2 separate regions of the Sus scrofa genome follow, and region 2 is linked to region 1. A link is a contact called in public HiChIP or PLAC-seq data. All regions are on one chromosome and are shown on one strand. The core of a region is the stretch at or near the end of the contact, and the rest is flanking DNA. Distances in the headings are between cores, read along the strand shown.

Region 1 (4,264 bases), core at 567-3,066:
CAGCATTAACTTTGGGCCACTAACACTGCAATCGCTGGTCCTCCCGACTCGCTGGGTGTTTAAACAGGTGACTTAAGACACATCCACAAAACATTTAGGGCTGAAACTTGCACATCACGGACAATAACTGGCAATTAGTTTCCCATGTTAAGGAAAATGGTCCCAATGCAGCCTAAAGGAGATGAGCCTGCCTGTCAGAGGCCTTCAGTAAGTAACTCTTCCTTAATTTACTCTGGATGACATTCTGACCTCAGGGCAAAAAGGCACTTTCGACCAATTCGAGCTCTCCAACGTCCTCAGTCCTCCGGAAGTCATAGAGGGGAAAGTTGGCGAGATGAACAAAAAAGAGATTCCTCGTCAACCCTAAAGACGTCGAGCCCCACTGCTTTACTTCGGCCCTGCTTGCAATGGTGACACACTGTGCCAAGAGTGACATGTCACCAGGAACTTCGGGCACAGGATTTGACTGCAAGATAAAGCTTCGGCCTTGCCCAGATCCACACCAAGCTCTCCAGACAACAGACACGCCTTCCGCTCCCTCCCTCCTCCCCCCGACCAGTGGTGGCCCACGCCCAGGGGCGGCAGGAGGAGGGATACGGACGCTCTCTGAAACTCTCTGGTCCCCGGGGCCGGGGAGAGACTCACTGCCGAGGCCTTTGGCCTGATGAAGGAGCTCCTGGTCCCCGGCTTGCTGAGGTTCCCCCTCCGCTGTCTCTGCCACCGCCTCGGAGCGCTGCTCGGGTGGAGCGTCTCCCTTAGGCTGCCCATCTCCCTCGGACTGCCGGCCACCCGGCGCCGGCTGCTCCAAGCCAAACCAACTGCTCAAACCCCGGAACATCCCGCCCGCAGGGCCGCCAATGCGGTCCGGGTCACAGGAGACCCTAGCGGGCGGAGCCTGGTCGGGACTTCACAGGGCGCGTCTCCCTGGGCGATAGCCGGAAGTGTGGCCCCGGAGCAGCCCGTCTAGCCGTGGCCCCGCCTCTACGGCCACTCTGCCGTGGCCGCGCCTGCGTCACTTCCGGCTAAGGGCCCCGCCCCGCGCTGGCTGTTTATTTCGTAACTTGATTACGCGGGTGGAAACCGGACAAAGAGTTTTTCCCACGTAGTTACGCCCCACCCCTTTTCCTCCTCCCCCGGCTTTTAAAGGCGGACTTAGGTGTGTAAACTGCGTCTTTGTCACTCGAAGCGGCTTGGCTGGTGGTTTAGCCTCGCTTTTTCAGGTCCGGCTGGGCTGGCCCCGCAGAAATGGATGTCTTTGGTCTCCTCCTGAGACCACATCAAAGCTAGCCCAGGGCCTTTACGGCCACCTACCAATTTACAGGGACTACAGAGAATGGCGGAAAGGGTTAAAGGACACCACAGGGATGCAGGGAGCAGACTCTAGGCTGTGAGAAACGACGGGCAGGCAACTTGTTTCCTCAAATAAGTTGCAAGGAAGAGGGGAAGGGAATTTATACGTTAAAAACAACTTAAGGGACATGACCTGTGGCAACTTGTGGATTTTATTTGGATCCTAGTTCAAACAAACACTGGGAAAAAAAATGTTGACGTTTACAAGAAGTGGAAATTTGGGCACGGATAGTTCATGAGATTAAGAAAATTTTAAGTTTAAAAAATTTTAGTTGTAGAGTAACATAAAATTGACCACCTTAACCATTTTTAAGTGTATAGGCAGCAGTAGTAAGTACATTCACGTGATTGGGCAACCAGTCTCCACAATTCTTTTCTTGTTGCAAAACTGAAATTCTGTACCCACTAAACAACTCCCTGTTCTCCCCTCCCTCAGCCCCTGGAAATCAAGCTACTTTATGACTCTGACTTCTCTAGGAACTTCACGTAAGTGGAATCATACCACATTTGTCTTTTTATGAATGGTCCATTTCACTTAGCAAATGTCTTCTAGGTTCATTCGGGTTGTAGCATGTGTTAGAATTTCTAAAATTCTGCCTTAAAAAAGGCTACCTAGGAGTTCCCTGGTGGCCCAGTGAGTTAAGGACCTGGTGTTGTCACTGCTATGGCAAGGGTTACTGTTGTGGTGAGGGTTCAGTCCCTAGGCTGGGAACTTCTGCATGCTGCAGGTGTGGCCAGAAAAAGAAAAAGGCTACTTGGAACGTTCTTGGACATAAATTATAGTAATATTTTTTTGATCTGTCTTCTAAAGCAAAGAAAACAGGAGTGAAAACAAGCAAATGGGGCCCAGTTAAACTTAAACGGTTTTGCACAGCAAAGGAAACCATCCACAAAACGAAAAGACAACATACTGAATGGGAGAGAATATTTGCAAATGATATGAGTGATAAGGGGTTAATATCCAAAATATATTAACTGCTCATACAACTCAAATAAAAAACCTGATTAAAAAATGGGCAGAAGACCTGAATAGACACTTTTCCAAAGAAGGTATACAGATGGCCAATAGGCATATGAAGAGGTGCTCCACATCGATAATCATCAGAGAAATGCAAATCAAAATCACAGGTATTACCTCACACCTGTCAGAATGGCTATCATCAAAACGACCACAAAAAACAATGTTGGAGTTCCCATCGTGACTCAGTGTTTAATGAATCCAACTAGGAACCACGAGGTTGCAGGTTCGATCCCTGGCCTTGCTCAGTGAGTTAAGGATCCGGCGTTGCCGTGAGTTGTGGTGTAGGTTGCAGACGCGGCTCACATCCAGCGTTGCTGTGGCTGTGCCTCTGGTGTAGGCCGGTGGCTACAGCTCCGATTCGACCCCGAGCCTGGGAACCTCCATATGCCGTGGGTGCGGCCCTCAAAAAGCAAAAACACACACACAAAAAATGTCGGCTAGGATATGGAGAAAAGGGAACTCTGCTGCACTGTTGATGGGAATGTAAATTTGTGCAGCTACTTTGGAAAACACTATGGAGGTTCCCAAAAAAACTAAAAGTAGACCTACCACATGATCCAGCAATTCCTCTCCTGGGTGTATATCCAAGAAAACAAAAACACTAATTCAAAAAGATACATGCACCCCAATATTCATAGCAGCATTGTTTATAGTTGCCAAGATATGGAAGCAACCTAAGTGTCCATCAACAAATGAATAGGAGTTCCCGTCGTGGCTCAGTGGTTAACGAATCCGACTAGGAACCATGAGGTTGCGGGTTCGATCCTTGCCCTTGCTCAGTGGGTTAATGATCCGGCGTTGCCGTGAGCTGTGGTGTAGGTTGCAGACGCGGCTCGGATCCTGCGTTGTTGTGCCTCTGGCGTAGGCGGGTGGCTACAGCTCCGATTCAACCCCTAGCCTGGGAACCTCCATATGCCGCGGGAGTGGCCCAAGAAATAGCAACAACAACAAAAGACAAAAAGACAAAAGACAAAAAAAAAAAAAACACAAATGAATAAAGAAGATTTTTATATATATAAAATAGCAACAAAATACTATTTGGCTATAAAAAAGAATGAAATTTTCCCATTTGAACAACGTGGATGGACCTGGAGGGTATTATACTTAGTGAAATAAATCAGACAGAGAAGGAGAAATACTGTGTTATCACTTATATGTGAAATCTAAAAAATAAAACAAACTAGTGAATATAACAACAAAAAAAAGTGTACCTTAAAAAAAGCTGAATAAGGAATTCTTGCTGTGGCACAACTGGATCCGCAGTGTCTCTGCAGTGCCAGGATGCAGGTTTGATCCTCCACCCCAGTACAGTGGGTCAAGGATCCGTTGTTGCCAGAGCAACTGTGAAGGTGGCAATTGTGGCTTGAAGCTGATCCCTGGCCCATGGAACTCCACACGCCTCGGGAAGGCAAAAAAAAAAAAAAAAAAAAAAGTGAATAATATCCCATTGTATGTATATTTCACATTTGTTTACCCAATCGTGTGCAATGGACATAGGAACCATTACTTGTTAAGTTATGGTAATGCTGTTGTGTGTGTGTGTGTGTGTGTGTGTGTGTTTAAAAGACTTCTTATCTTTTTGAGAGTCATGCTGAGATATTTACCAATGGAATAATAGGTTGTCTGGCATTTGCTTCCCATTAATACAGGATGGCGGGGAAATGGGTAGAGATACAGATGCAACAAAGCAGGCTGTGGATTGCTAATGGTTGAAGCTCGGATTTTAGGTCTGCTTTTCCATATATTTAATTTTTCCCACAATAACGTGTAAACAAATGAACGACAACAACAAAAAACTGACCAAGCTAACGACTCTGCCTTCAGAGCAGAGAGTTCATCAATGTTGTATTTCCCAAACACAGTTGTAAGCATGACGTATCCCACCATTTTGAG
Region 2 (4,264 bases), core at 1,323-3,822, 140 kb before region 1:
CAGGCTAGGGGTCGAATCGGAGCTGTAGCCACTGGCCTACACCAGAGCCACAGCAACGCGGGATCCGAGCCGTGTCTGCGACCTACACCACAGCCCATGGCAACGCCAGATCCTTAACCCACTGAGCGAGGCCAGGGATCAAACCCGCAACCTCATGGTTCCTGGTCGGATTCATTAACCACTGCGCCACACCGGGAACTGAACACTACAGCAACTTTAAAGTAAGCAGTCTTAGAGGAAGGTACCTAAACCGGGCATCTCTCTGTGAAGACAGCCCACACCTTGTGCGTGCACCTATTGGTGCCTTATTCCATTAGCAGACTCAGCTGAGTTGCACGGGTGACCCCCCCCCCCAAAAAAAAACAAAAGACAACCACAAAGAAAGTGAGAGAAAAGATTAGGACCAGAGCTTAAGAAATTGGGGTGAAAGGCCAAACCAAAACGCAACAGTTAGCAATTCAGAGAGAAACCTCATATTTACATTTTTGAAGCAAAAAAGTACCTGACCAGAAAAAGACTAAAAAAAAATGTAGAGAAACAGAATTGACAGATTCAATTCAGAATCACAACAACAAAAATCCCCAACTAACCAAATATGCTGTACTTGATACTTCTGGATCAAATGGGTGACAGTGCCTGTATATTTTCAGCAACTCCCCAAATATCTGCTCCTTATTTCCTACCGGAACCCTCAGTAAAGTGGCCAGCATAAAGATTTCAAAGTCAGATCATCTGGAAAGATTTCTTTCAACCTTTTAAACATTTACTAGATTTTGGAAATCATGCCTACTCATCATAAGTAAGCAAAATATATTAATGGGAGACTGGAAATCATCTGCCAAGCCTTCTCTTACTCTGCACGTGAGCAAGCGCCTATTGTTTTTTTTTTTTTCCGATGCGCAGGGCAGCAAATGGAAGTTCCAGGGCCAGGGATCAAATCCGTGCCACAGCAGTGACCCAAGCCACAGGAGTGACAACCCGGGATCCTTAACCCGCTGAGCCACAGAGTAACTCCGAGGAGGTTCTCAATGAAGCAGAGTTGTTAAGACAATTATTCTAGAACAAGGTGGACAAATTACAGTCCTCCGTCTAAATGTAACCCACCACCTGTTTTTCTGTGGCCCACGAGCTTAAAATGATTTTTCCGTTTTCAAAAGGTGGGGGAAAAAATCAAAAATCAAAAGAACATTATGTGACACGTGAAAATTATATAAAGTTCAAACATAAAGTTTTACTGCAATATAGTCAGGTTCATCCATATTGCCTTAGGGCTGCTTTCTCGCTATAATGCGGCCGAGTACGTTGCTCGCAAAGCCTAACATATTTACTATCTGGCCCCTTTTAGAAAAACGTTTACCAACTCGTGTTCTAGAACCAGAGGACTGTACTGTTTAAACCCCTTCCGATCCTCTTCCCTCTCCAGCCGCTCCCCCCCAGCTCCCTAGCTTCAGTCGCTAACATTCTTGGGCCTGACACGAAAGGGGGAGCGTTATAAGAATGAATTGTATCGTATGGGAAACCAGAGACATCAGGCAGCAAATTTCTATATAAGGTAATAGGAGTGGTTCTGCCACGGACTGGGTTTGTTTCCCGATCAGCAAGGTGGGCATCAGAGCAGCAACTGCACGATTTCGTTTGAGAATCACCATGGTCACTGGCAAGAAGGCACTTGGAAAGTATCAAGGTAGCCTGTTTTCTCCTCACCCCCACGCACGCCTCAGGGGCTGCCAAGTTCCAGGGCAAAAAGGGCTCAGGCAAGCCGGCCCGGGTCAACTCTGCCCAGCTGCGCCAGCTTGGCGGGGGGGGGGGGGGTCACCCTAGGACCCCCGCAGGTGACAAGCATGACTCAGCAGGGCCCGGGGCTAGGATAGAGAGAAGAAAGCCTGTGCAGGGGCAAAATCCCCTGCAGTCTGAAAGACTGCAAACATCGTTCTAAAAACCCAAATTTGTGAAAACGTAATTCAAATCAGCTTCGGGGTGTTGGTGGCCTGTGCACAGGCCCCAGTTTAGCCAACCAGGGAGGCCCGGCGGCTTCTGCAGTCAGAAAACACCCGCGGCCTCTGCAAAAGTCCCCCTTTGCCTCCGACAAACAACACCTCGGCTCCACCAGGCCCCAGGAAAGGCTAGTCGGGTGGAGGGAGACCTTTCGAGGTGCACACAATTGCATGCCTGCGATTATCTGGGAGACTTTGAGGGCACAGTAATCTCTCGAGACCAGAAACCATTTTCCTCTCTCGCTCTGAGATTGTGCCTGGCTAAGCAGCAACAGCCTCCCTGCCCCCCTCCTACCCCCCACCGCCACGGCCACGGCCGCTGCAAGCAGCCACGCCCCGCGGCCCCAGGGCTCGCCGCCCCGGGGCTCACAGCCCCCACGCAGCTTGCACGCCGCACCTCCCTTCGCCCCACCCCCGCGCGCCCCCATCCGCCCCCGCGGCCGGCCCTGGGAGCGCCGGGCGAGACCTCGCGCCTGCGCCTCGCCAACTTCCTGCCGCGAAACGTCCCGCCCACCCTCCAGAAGCCCGCCTCCGAACGCCGCGTGAAACCTGCCTGCTGCACGTGATTGGTCGAAACCACCAAGCCGTTGGCTCCCAGGCCCGCCTCTCCACCGCCTCTCACTTTTCCCAGGGCGGATGCGCCTGCGCTCAGCTGCCTGGGCGGGCTGGGAGGCGCGGGTTGAAAAGTCTCGTTCCAAGTTTGGAGAGAGAGAGAAGAGCGTCTCAGACCTCGGTACCCGCAATCGGGGAGGAGGTAGGAGAGAAGGACGCGGCGTCTGGGGAGCACCCAGGCTGAAAGACGGAGCTGAGGCTTCGAGAGCTGGAAGTGTGTGACGCGCCTGGGAAAGGCAGGAGCGCCTACTGTTGGGCTGCTCTTGGCTAGCGAGGGGAGTCCGAGGCGGCGGCGAGGGGCAAACGACCCGACGCAAGATGGCGAGTAAAGAGAGTAAGAGGCCCTGCGGGGCGGCGCGCGCCGGGGCGGCGGGGGCGGCGGGCGCGCGAGGCCGCGGCACGCGCCGGCGAAAGGCGCGAATTGGCGTGAGGAGCAGGGGGCGGGGCCGGGCGCGAGGCTGGGCGCGCGCCTCGAGGGGCCTACGCGGGACGCGGCCGCGGCGCGGAGGGCTGCGAGCACTTCCGGAGCCGGGCGCGGGGCCGCGATTTGGGCCCCCTCCCCCCCCACCCCGCCACCCCCTACCCCCTCCGGCGGCGGCGCTCTCGGTCCCCGGGCGGAGGCGGCCTCCGTCGCCGGAAAGCGGGCGCGGCGGCTTCTTCCACGCGCGCGCGGCGGCCGCCTCGGGGTCGCGGCTCTTGTCCGGGGGAATTCTGGAACCCGTGGCTTATGGCTGCCGACGCGGGCTTCGTGGGAGCCGAGGCCTCTCCTGGTGGGGGATGGAGGGAGCGGGCCGATGGGTTTCTGCTACACGTGGATTCGTCTCGCCGGGTGGGTCGGGGAGCCTCTTTACATACGGCTCGTCATCTCCGAACAGGTGCGGACAGCTGTAGCGGCAAAACATTTGCGATGTCCGTGTAATTAATTACCCGATTCTGTATTCGCAGGCATTATTGATTTCAAAGTGGAGAGGGAAAAAAAAAAAAAAAAAAGCTTCCTGGTGTTAATATTCTCTCCACGTTGTGGACGAGCAGTTCGTGTCCAAATTAGAGAGAGAGGAGATTAGGTGTGGCCATCTCGAGGTGACCTCCGGTATCTGTGTACAGGTTTTGTTTTCGATCCCTCTCCGCCACTTAATCGTGTGGGCTTTCTCCAAATTTCAGTGTTTGAAGATACTGTGGAGGAGCGTGTCATCAATGAAGAATATAAAATCTGGAAGAAGAATACACCGTTTCTGTATGACCTGGTTATGACCCATGCTCTTCAGTGGCCGAGTCTTACCGTTCAGTGGCTTCCTGAAGTGACTAAGTAAGGGTTTCTGGCACCTTTTATTTTGCGTAAATTTAACTGTTGTCCTGGATTTCCTACTTTTTGGCGTTTTCTGTATGGAACGTAAGCATGTAGTTAGTTTAGCCCTTGGGTGAGGTGGCAGGTGATTTTTATTTTTAAAACTTAAGTGATTTGGGGGTTGGTTTCTGGCGTAATAATGTGGCGCTTAAAGGGGGAGAAAGAATCTGTTGTGAGATTAATGTTATTTGCGGGAGGCACCGGATATGTTTGACATTTATTGGGCATTAACATAGAGCAGCATCTTTTTGGGTGCCAGACTGGTGGGATTTCTTTAAAAACTTTATGGGAAAATAGCGTGCCTAGGAGTTGC

The links. HiChIP or PLAC-seq counts read pairs in DNA pulled down with a chosen protein or histone mark.
Region 2: a contact with region 1 is called in an H3K27ac HiChIP or PLAC-seq map of alveolar macrophages. The contact joins the promoter of RBBP7 here to the promoter of CTPS2 in region 1. A contact is called at or near these places in 1 of 47 Hi-C or Micro-C datasets (heart right ventricle) and 1 of 2 datasets of contacts at active chromatin or transcription factors (alveolar macrophages).

Annotation. Positions count from the first base shown.
Region 1 is chrX:13,178,683-13,182,946 of Sscrofa11.1, reverse strand. CTPS2 (CTP synthase 2) reads left to right here and starts at 1,816. Exons shown (of 19, transcript XM_021080709.1): 1 at 1,816-1,836. SYAP1 (synapse associated protein 1) reads right to left here and starts at 933. Exons shown (of 7, transcript NM_001244109.1): 1 at 646-933. The coding sequence starts at 838.
Region 2 is chrX:13,315,382-13,319,645 of Sscrofa11.1, reverse strand. RBBP7 (histone-binding protein RBBP7) reads left to right here and starts at 2,572. Exons shown (of 12, transcript XM_003134956.6): 1 at 2,572-2,940; 2 at 3,768-3,912. The coding sequence starts at 2,925.